Linked DNA regions of Pan troglodytes: all the other regions are linked to region 2. A link is a contact called in public Hi-C and capture Hi-C data. All regions are on one chromosome and are shown on one strand. Each heading gives the region's core, a stretch centred on a gene start, on an enhancer-like site or on the middle of the called end of the contact. The rest is flanking DNA. Distances are from core to core; before and after follow the strand shown. Region 1 has its middle 83 kb from the start of MALT1-AS1. Region 2 overlaps ALPK2 (alpha kinase 2). Region 3 holds the start of MALT1-AS1 (MALT1 antisense RNA 1).

The links. A called contact is a pair of places that touch in the nucleus more often than the background predicts. Capture Hi-C pulls out chosen DNA fragments and counts their contacts.
Region 1: a capture Hi-C map of stem cell-derived neural stem cells shows a contact between it and region 2, with 5 times the contacts expected there. The contact joins two enhancer-like sites. A contact is called at or near these places in 5 of 7 Hi-C or Micro-C datasets (induced pluripotent stem cells, a lymphoblastoid cell line, lymphocytes and 1 more) and 1 of 1 other capture datasets (stem cell-derived neural stem cells).
Region 3: a contact with region 2 is called in a Hi-C map of stem cell-derived neural progenitor cells, with 3 times the contacts expected there. The contact joins the promoter of MALT1-AS1 here to the enhancer-like site in region 2. A contact is called at or near these places in 2 of 7 Hi-C or Micro-C datasets (induced pluripotent stem cells and stem cell-derived neural progenitor cells) and 1 of 1 datasets of contacts at active chromatin or transcription factors (stem cell-derived excitatory neurons).

The regions. Positions count from the first base shown.
Region 1 is chr17:68,817,940-68,821,261 of NHGRI_mPanTro3-v2.0_pri, forward strand. No RefSeq gene overlaps it. Among named protein-coding and RNA genes, the nearest start is that of MALT1-AS1, 83 kb to the left of the region's middle. Within about 2 kb of position 1,877, at least 3 of the 24 cell types and tissues checked have an H3K27ac peak or open chromatin away from gene starts, as enhancers often do. A contact at or near this core is called in a lymphoblastoid cell line and stem cell-derived neural stem cells, where this site is marked.
Region 2 is chr17:68,599,160-68,602,483 of NHGRI_mPanTro3-v2.0_pri, forward strand. It overlaps ALPK2 (alpha kinase 2), which reads right to left. Exons shown (of 13, transcript XM_016933807.4): 5 at 1,377-3,324. Among named protein-coding and RNA genes, the nearest start is that of MIR122, 84 kb to the left of the region's middle. Within about 2 kb of position 1,627, at least 3 of the 24 cell types and tissues checked have an H3K27ac peak or open chromatin away from gene starts, as enhancers often do. A contact at or near this core is called in a lymphoblastoid cell line, stem cell-derived neural progenitor cells and stem cell-derived neural stem cells, where this site is marked.
Region 3 is chr17:68,734,645-68,738,031 of NHGRI_mPanTro3-v2.0_pri, forward strand. It overlaps MALT1-AS1 (MALT1 antisense RNA 1), which reads right to left and starts at 1,530. Exons shown (of 2, transcript XM_009434076.3): 1 at 1,354-1,530; 2 at 1-693. The coding sequence starts at 1,530. The coding sequence ends at 496. It overlaps MALT1 (MALT1 paracaspase), which reads left to right and starts at 1,529. Exons shown (of 17, transcript XM_523938.9): 1 at 1,529-1,737. The coding sequence starts at 1,529.

The DNA.
Region 1 (3,322 bases), core at 627-3,126, 220 kb after region 2:
TTTCCTTATCTGTAAAATGGGGATGATGCTGTAACATCAAAGAGCTTATAATACTTTCCAGAGCTGGCAGTACTAAATAAGACCATTCCTCTAAAGTGCCAGCATTTTGAAAAGCATCAACCCATCAACCTTGTGCTTTAAATCTGGCATTCTTAAAGCTATACCTGTAGGCAGTATAGAGTGTTTTTTTAATTTGTTTTTTTGTTGTTGTCTTTTGAGTCTCACTTTGTCTCCCAGGCTGTAGTGCAGTGGCACGTCTTGGTTCGCTGCAACCTCCGCCTCCCAGGTTCAAGCGATTCTCGTGCCTCAGCCCCCTGCATAGCTGGCATTACAGGCACACACCACCACGCCCAGCTAATTTTTGTAGTTTTAGTAGTATCTACTAAAATGGGTTTTCACTGTGTTGGCCAGGCTGGTCTCAAACTCCTGACCTCAAGTGATCTGCCTGCCTCGGCCTCCCAAAGTGCTGGGATTACAGGCGTGAGCCACCATGCCCGGCCGGCAGTGTATATCTTCTAAAGTTGCAATTTTTATTCACTCCAGAATCACTTTTCAAAAAGCATGCAGATTTAATGCCACCAGTTTGTGTTATGTATCTATCCCGCAAAACAGCTCTAAAGGTAATTTACTAAAAGATTAACAGCATTTATCTCTGGTGGGATAATTTTTCTTTGCTTGTTTACCTGTATCTTGCAGATTTTACACAGTGAACAATGACTGTATAATTTTAATATACAGATATGCACAATTGTGTAATGTAAATATGCTCAGCTTCAATACATTTGTTTTAAGAACACATTTTTAACTTTTCGTAAGGAGTCTTCAGTTTAGAAGTACAGTGTCATTACAGAGTGCTTATTCTGTTACAAAATTAGTAAAGCTGATTCTGCCTCTAAATCTGAATTCCCACTTTTTTTCATCATGCTTGAGTTTAGTTGATAAATAGCATTTTAGATACTAAAAATGATTGGATGAGTATTTCTACATTAATAAGTTGCTAATTAGGCACCAGGGTAGCAGATGGAATGCCTTTCTGTGTGCTAGGTTTAAACATTTTACACACAGTCTTATTTAAAACAGCCTTGCAGTTTATAGATGAACTGATTGTTAGGCTAACCAGAGGTGTTACTATACCCTCCAGGATAACCCAGCTAGTAAGGGCAGAGCCAGGATGATTCAGACCCAGACCAGAGCGGGGTGTTTTGTCCACAGTACTGCTGCTGCTTATACCATAACAGGAAAAGTACACAACAGTGTCTTAATATTTCATTCTTCCATGAAAAACACTTTTAAAATACTGAAACATTATAGGAGCAGAAGTACATCTCTAAATATACTTTTAGGTCACATTGAAAACATTTCCAAAGGATTTGACCTGAAGTTAATGTTGCTACATTATGCTCAATACAGCAGGCTGTTCTGCTAGGGAAATTGTTAATATTTTAAAAATATTTTCCTAAGCTTTAGTTTTACCACTTCGAAGTCTGTACAGACTGGTTATTTCTACATTACAAAGACAGTGACTCCCTCAAAGGCTGACAGTTTTTATAGTCTGTGTTTATGACATAAACATCTATTCTTGCCAGATGTGGGTTCCTACATTGCCATCTAACCTCAGCATTCTTTATGTTATGCTCCAACTTGGGTAAGCGGCTTTGTTTCCTTCCCAATCTCCTGGTCAGACAGTTGACCTCACATCTTTGTCTAGTGGTTTTCAAACGTCAGAGTAGCCCCTTGTTGGAGCGGCAGCCTTGGGGTTCCCCACTGTTTTCCACATTGCCTTTCCAGGTAAGCTTTGGTCTGCGTTAAACCCCGCCGTTTGCTTTGAGATTCTCCCCCCACACAGCCGTACCCCACACCAGCTGGGCGCCTTTGGGAGACCGCAGCCCTTAGAAAAGGGGAAGAAAAGCTTCCTGACTGCACAGTGAGGGCTGGAGGCGTCTGGCCTGGAGGGAGTCCAGGCCACTGGACTCCACACTGTCAGCCAGTGTGAGCTGCTGGTGACAGGGAAAGGCCATATGAGCAGGTCCTGACCTGCAGTTCGGGCCCCTGGAGCAAACAGCACCAAACTTGGCCCCCAAATCAGCTTTGTCATTCAAGATGTGGCTTGCTAGCAGGTGTTATTAACAAGGCGAAGCACCATGTGGTATCTTCCCATTGGAATCAGTTGTTATTGCTAACTAGGTATTAAGTGTCTGAAAACCTGGTTTTGTACTTTGGCATCACCTGGCCCAGTTATAGCTTTGTGGGGGATACAGTTTCAAGGTGTGCAGTGGCACTCTCACCTGCAAGGGAGAAGTGTGCTTGTTGGGGGAAGGTCAGATAGGGGGTACACAGGGTTGGCATGCTGAGACACGCTCTTCCTGGAAGTATACGTGCAGAAAGCCACATCATAGCCCAAGGCTTTATGAGCACAAAAGGAACACGGGGTGGGGCGGGGAGGGGATCGTCTAGATGAACCTGATGGTTAATGACAGCAGGCTAAGATGAGCCAAATGTCCCTCTCATTGGCCAACCTTGCCAGTGAGGCTGAATGCTTCCAAGCTAAGAGTGAGTCTCTCTGTCCTGGACAGCACTTACAGGACCCTGCCAATGTCTGCTGCCCGAGGTGCTTTCTGACAGTTTGCTTTAGCTACAGTAATTCATTTACTCAGCTCGCAGACTTGCCTTGGAGCCATTCTAGCTATGTAAGCTGACTTCACACTCAGGCCTGACCCACGGTGTGACTCGCAAAATTACCTTTTCTGGCATTTTCGTGTCCTGGCCCCTTGTTGGCAGCATGTGGCCAACACTGGCCACCAAGGTCCAAGCTAGACTGGCCAACAGAGAGTGGAGGGCTGAGGGCTGTGGAAACCACAACCATTATTAGATAGGATTGATTCTGCCTGTAGACTGAAAAGAACGTCACCAAATGATGTCGAGAAGGAGGATAAGGAAGACCATTCCATGATGCTCTGCTCGGCTGAGCTACCCTGTAGGCAGGCCCCTGCTGAGGAGAGGCAGGAGAAGGGATGTCTTCAGGTGAGCCAATGGGAGCAGCTGGCTTTCAAAATGCCACTTAAAAGGGAGGCTGGCTATTGGCCTACACTGCACAGAAGCTTCCTGACCAGATGCCACAGGGCCTGGGGTCACCAGCAAGCCTAGAGCTGAGACTTCCTGAGCCCATCTCCAAATAGATAATCCAAGTGGGGCTGTGAGAGGACAGTGGAGCAGTGCGGGACCTAGTCCTGGAGGACTCACCCGCTCCCCAAAGGGTATGTGATCCATGCCCCAGGCCAGTGCTGCTGGCTGAATGTGAGGAAGCTTGGACTCCATTCCTCAG
Region 2 (3,324 bases), core at 377-2,876:
TTTTTGAGACAGGGTCTCGCTCTGTTGCCCAGGCTGGAGTGCAGGTGGAGTGTGGTGGTGTGATCACAGCTCACTGTAGCCTCGACTTTCTGGGGTCAGGTGATTCTCCTTCCTCAGCCGCAGAGTAGCTGGGACTACAGACGTGCGCCACCATACCCAGCTAATTTTTTGTATTTTTCGTAGAGATGGGGTTTCGCCATGTTGCTCAGGCTGGTCTCAAACTCCTGGGCTTAAGCAATCCTCCTACCTCGGCCTCCCAAATTGCTGGGATTACAGGTGTGAGCCACAATGCCGAGCCATTCTCTTTAAATATGCTTTAAAATATAGATGCTAATAAACTGATGGGATACTTCCAAACTCTTCAGAAGGCAGTTTTGTCTTTAAACCTTTCTGCAACAGGGGTTAGGACCCATTTGATGGGATGGGAATAACAAACGCCAGCCTCAAAGTCTAAGGACTCAGGTTAAGAGAGGAGAAAATTCTTCCCTTCTGATCAAACAGCCATCCATAGCTTTTCGCTCCAGAGCACACAGGCCACTGTAGCTTGCTGCAATATTTTCTCTTCTGACTTCTACCAGGGTGTGTGGGGAGGGAAGAAGAGCTCTGAAATAAAACAGGCTAAAATTTGGTCTATACATGGAATTTGGGACTGAAATGATTCCTTAGACAAAGTAGAATTAACTGCAATTTCAGGACTTTTTTTTTTTTTAACAGCATCATAGGTAGAGGTTGATCAAGGACTTTTGAGGCTCGAGTGGTCTGAAACCTAGAACAGAGACCTCAGAGGACTTTAGATTTAGATAAATGGGAAGGGTGAGTTGAAAAGAAATGTTACACTCAAATTTGGAAGAAAAACCAAGGTTCAAGGAAGTTATTTTTAATGAAAAATCAGTGATTAAAGAGGAGAATCCCAATTTGTACCAAAATATTCATTTCCACAAATCCTGCTTAGTGCATGGTCTATTTCATTATACTAATTAGCTACATTGATTAATGCTTCTGTTTATATTTTTAAATAGATTTTGTAAAAGAGGATAATTAAACGGAAAAGCACCTTCATCACATTCCCCTCCAACAGACATGCCTACAGGCGGCCTTTATCAATGGTTCTCAGTTGTGGTTCTCCCGATAGATCACCTGGGAACTTGTTAGAAGTGCAAATTTCACACACAGGGGGAGGGGAGCAATCTGGGTTTTAACAAGCCCTCCAGGTGATTCTGATGCCACATGCTGAAGCCACTTGGCCACAACCATAGCATCAATGCCCACCTGGGGGACACTGGCCTTAATTGCAAAGGACCCTCGAGGACACAGGAACTGGATACCTGGTCTACAAGCCCAAACTTTAACAATGATGGACAGCAACAGAGCCTCACCTCTTCCTTCTCTTTTGCAAGATGGCTTTTTTGGGTCTTGTTTCTCTTCTGTGTGTGATAATGATGTTTCGAGTTTGGGCATCTTTTTAAGAAAGGCTGAGTTCTTTCTGATATTTTCCTTTTCTTCCAGTTTCAGCCTCAGGGCTGCCACCCTGGACAAAATTTTCTTCTTTACTCCCTCAGCTAAATGTCCACTGCCTGGGGCTTCTGGCTTCCTCTTGACCTCCTCTGACCCCATCACTGCTGTGAGGGCCCCTGGCGATTTGCCTGCTCGGGCTTCCAGGGACTTCTCTCTCTCCCTGGACTTTTTCACACAGCCGAGGGTGCCCTTTTGACATGGATCCTGCAGTAACTTAGGGGCTTTCTCTAACTCACGTTCTCCTGAAATAAATGCCAAGCTCTTCGCTGAGGAGCTAGATGAGCTTGGGGGTTTGGTTTCCCCAATTTGAAGCACCTCTATTTTAGGTTCCTCCATTTTGTGGCTTATCAAAAAGTCTGTGACATTTCCTTCAGGAGATGAAGTACAAGGGAACCTGGTAAGATCAGGAGAAGAGGGCAAAGGTTTCCCACGCTCATTCTCAATAGTTCCCCTTTTCTGTGAAACAGGAAACACATACTGACGCTTTCTGGGCTCAACTATGTCATTTTCAGGGACGTCATGAATTTGGCCTGTGGAGTTGTGCGTGTCAACCCCAAGAGAAGCATGAGTCATTATTGGAAGACAGCTAGAAAGAGGTGAAGTGGGGGAAATCAATTCTGCTTTGTCCTTTTTGCTTTGCTCAGCCTCCCCTAAGCTCCCATCACTGCTTTCTTGTATTTGGCCTATGCTACATCCACTTGGAATTCTTTGACCGCCTTCGCTGGGTTGCAGGACTTGCCAAATGGCAGTTTTTGCCTCCTCAGGTTGAATTTGTTCAGCCTCCTGCTTCATACTGCCTTCTTGGCTTCTGCTGATTCTATTTTCACTCAGAATGGTTCCCTGGAGACATGGAACTTGCAAAATGGCCGGCTGGATTTCCGCTTCGTGGCCCATGTTTCCGTCATTTGATTGACCCCCTTCTCTGGCGCCCTGTGGTGTGGTTTCAGAGGGCTCTGGTTTTCCAGCCCTGGTGTACTCTGTCACACTTATCTCATCAATGGGATCTACAGAGGACTCTAGGATTTTAGGGCAGGTCAGAAACTTTTTAAAGAAGGCAGTGTGATCCATCTTGAGTTGTTTTTCCTCCTGGTCTTGACTCACATTGTTAACATTTTCCTTCCCTCCAGTTTCAGAAGCCGCTGACAGTGAATCTGTGACAGATAACTCCTTTTCATCTACAGGGTCCACGGATGACTCCAGGAGTCTGGGTTGGCTGAAACCCCGGGAAGAAAGACTTCTCCAGTGTACACTGATGGTGGGCTCTTCGCCTTTATGGCTTTCTCTGCTATTAGCAAGGGCTGAGTCAGCATCCTCTGGACTGTGAGCCAATGCTGCTATTTCAGAGGGGGCCAATTCAGGCACAACAGCATCTGCCTTTAGACTATCAGGTACAGCCCAGACCTTGTCAGGAATTATGAGACCACCATCTGATGCCTTGCTCTCAGAATTTGTCAGTTGTCGTGGTGGCCAGATTTCAGAAGCGGAAGCCTCTAGAGTTATAATCTTCAGCTTGTTGCCTGCCTCCCAATTTCCAGGTCTATATTCTTTAGACTCTTCCAAAAGGATATCAGAGAGAGATGGAACGTTGCTCAGAGCCTGACTGTCTTCTTCCCCAGCAGTTTCAGCCACCACGGAGACCCTCGTCCCCCAACCTGAGCGCTGCCCTGCTCCTTCCCTAGAGCTTGCTGGTGAGTGGGCCGTGGGCACCAAGTTTCTTTCCTCTTGTGCAGCAGATGTCGTAGGCAAACTTTGTTGGAAATCAGGTGCAGAAAGAGAACCCTGCTGGGACAGGCTCTGCTGCTGGAGCCC
Region 3 (3,387 bases), core at 280-2,779, 140 kb after region 2:
AGTGGTTGGGAAAGGCTTGCCAAGTCAAACTGAGTATGAAACGGCACTTGTATGTGTAAGGGTAATAGCATTTATTGAGTTATCTACGATGTGCCAGTTACCGAGTTAAGTGCTTCACATACATCAACTCCTTTAATTCTGGCAACAACTGTATATAAACTGCATTGTCAGTCCTGTGTTAATAGATGAGGCAGAGAAATTAAGAAACTTATTCAAGCTCCTAACACTTGAATCGATCAGATCTTTCATGCTCTTAGCCATCTCACTGCAGTCTGAATTCTTAACTTATGCTAGAGTGAAGTTTAATGACTGCTTGTGCTAGAATGTGGTGGAGACTGTATGGCGCACCTACCTCGCCAACATGTATAAGAATATAGGTATCCAAATTATTGGTCAGAAAATCCTGCGGCCTTGGGTGATGAAAAGCTAATGGCAACAGAAATTGGGCCAGGAAGCCTCGTGTAGGGAACTACCTGACTGGTCACATTTCGTAAGTTACTTCCTTTTTGTCCCAAACGAAGCCATAGTTTTCAAAGGGATAATGGCCTTGGATGTTGCTAAGATTGGCAGAGAGAGCTCAGGTGTCGTCCATTCCGGATCATTCCAGGGAAAGGCATCCTCTACAGGGTTGCCTGCTTTGATGACGGAGATTGCGGGCGGCAGTCTGACGCGGTGTAAACCAGATGATTCCTGCTAAAAACAATCATTTCCAAGATCTGATTAGCCCTAAATATGCCACAGCTCAGTTTGCAAAGTAGTAATTGTTTAAAAGTCTAGGCAAAGATTTTGGCCAATTCCAACTCAAGTATCCGGATCTCCAGCACTTCTTCCCTCTAGCAATGCCATACACATCTAACCCTAAAACGAGGAAGCGTCCGCTGAGGTTGCCCACTGCAGGATGCTGGTGTGTCGCCGGGCACATGAAAGTCCCTGAGTCAGGGGAGAGCGCCCGCCGGGGACTGCGGGCGGGAGCCGGCGACTGAGAACCGCTTGCCCCGCTCTCTGGCGTGAGTACGCAGGCCTCCTCCCACGGTCTCAGGAAGCCCAGACGCCGCAGGCTTCCCCGCCGTAGAGGAGCTGCCGGGGCGTAATTCCTCCACCGCTTCCTCCTCCAGCTGCACCCACCCGTCCTTTCCTGCTCCGGAGGGCCGGGTTTGAAGCGCGCGCCACGGCCAGCCCGGGAACGCGGGGGAGGGCGAGGGAGGCGCGCAGCCGCACGCACACAGTAGGCAGCCCCGCCCCGCCCCTCGAGGCCCAAGGTCCCGCCCCTCGAGGCTCCGTGCCCCGCCCCCCGGGTGCCCCGCCCCTTTGCGCGGCTGGCGCGGCCAGCCGGCCAGGCTCCCCTCGGCAAACCTGTCTAATTGGGGCGGGGAGCGGAGCTTCCTCCTCTGAGGGCCGTGCCGCGCTGCCAGATTTGTTCTTCCGCCCCTGCCTCCGCGGCTCGGAGGCGAGCGGAAGGTGCCCCGGGGCCGAGGCCCGTGACGGGGCGGGCGGGAGCCCCGGCAGTCCGGGGTCGCCGGCGAGGGCCATGTCGCTGTTGGGGGACCCGCTACAGGCCCTGCCGCCCTCGGCCGCCCCCACGGGGCCGCTGCTCGCCCCTCCGGCCGGCGCGACCCTCAACCGCCTGCGGGAGCCGCTGCTGCGGAGGCTCAGCGAGCGCCTGGATCAGGCGCCCGAGGGCCGGGGCTGGAGGAGACTGGCGGAGCTGGCGGGGAGTCGCGGGCGCCTCCGCCTCAGGTGAGCTCGGGGCCGCGGCAGGCCGGGCGCGCGGGTCGAGCGGGGTGGGCTGCGGTGGGGAGGTGGGGGCGCTGTCGGTGGGGCTGAGCGCGGCGGGGGCCGCCGGCGTGAGTGAGCGGAGGTGGGGAGGACTTCGGTCATTGAGGCGGAGCGGAACCCAGCAGCTCCCCGGAACGCCTGGGGTTTGAGAGCGGGGCCCAGGGCTCTGGAGGGTGGAGGCAAAAGTGGCCCAGCGGCTGCCTCGCTCCCTGTTCCCACCCCCGCCCCTGGTGAAAGGGAGAAGTCGAGGTTGACCCCGGAGGATAGTGAGAGAAGGAAAGCTGTCAGGGGACCCCTAGGATGGGGCAGTCATCCAGAGGACTTAAAATGCAAAAGAAAGGGATGTGGACACTGCTCTGGGAGACCTAAGGAAGGCTGGGAAGAAGCGCAGGCGAGGTGATGAATGCAGAGGGTGGGGTGCAGGAATTCATGAACATTTTGCAAGGTGTTGGGAAAGACTGACGCCGAACTCATCATCTCCCTCCATCAAACCAGGTTACCACGTTCTCTTCTTGACTTCACCATGAACATGAAACTCGAAGTAAAACTATTTTCCTTGTTAGGTTTGGAATGGCTGTATTAGGGTTCCTGAAGTTTTGGTCTCGAGACTCCTTTACCCTCTTAAGAATTATTGAGGACCCCAGAGAGCTCTTATGTGGGTTAGAGATAATACATACATGTAATACATACTGATATTTACCACCTTTGAAATTAAAGCTAAGACATTTAAAAAATATTAATTTATTTAAAAAGAATAACCCATTATATGGTAACAGAAATAATACTTTCGTGGAAAAACAAATTTTCCAAAACAAAAAAGTCTATTAGAGAAGTGGCATTGGTTTTCATTTTGAAGATCTCTTTAATGTCTTGGCTTAATCACAGAGCTGGATTCGTTTATGTGCTTCTGCATTCAGTCTGTCGCACTATTACAGGTCACAGAACGCTGGAAACTGCAGTGTCCACTCCTGAAAGAATGAATGAAAAAGCTAAATAAAGTCTCAATATTATTATGAAAAATCTTTATGACCTTGTGGACCCCGCGAAAGGGTCTCAGGAACTGCACTAGGGGTTCCCAGACCCCACTTAGAACCATTACTTTATACCATTGTTGTAACTTTGGCCTGCCTTTGAACCCCTTAGCAGTTTTTTGAACTTCTCAAATGACAAAGATTTGTCTTACAGTATAATTATTTGTACACATCTTTATAAATGCCTTAAGAACAGAAACTGTCTCTTAATATTCTGTTATGTGTAGAGGTTAGTAAATACTTGATGAGAGGAAAGTCATTCATTCAAAATGGTATTTATTAAGTGCTTATTATTTGCTAGAAATTTTAGAAGATAAAAAACTAACAAATATTCAATTCCTAATCATAAGGGTTTATCCAGGAATGGACTATTATTTGGGGACCTTTACAATAACATATTAAATGCTGTGTTGGGTATGAATGATAATGGATTTTTATCTTTTATTGAGGACATGGTATGTACCATAAAATGTACTAAATGTTTACATGCTGCTGCTGCTGCTTCATTCTTCTTCTTTATTCGTCTTATTTTTGCATTATCTTTTTTTTTTCCAAGATGGAGTCTTGCTCTTTCGCCCAG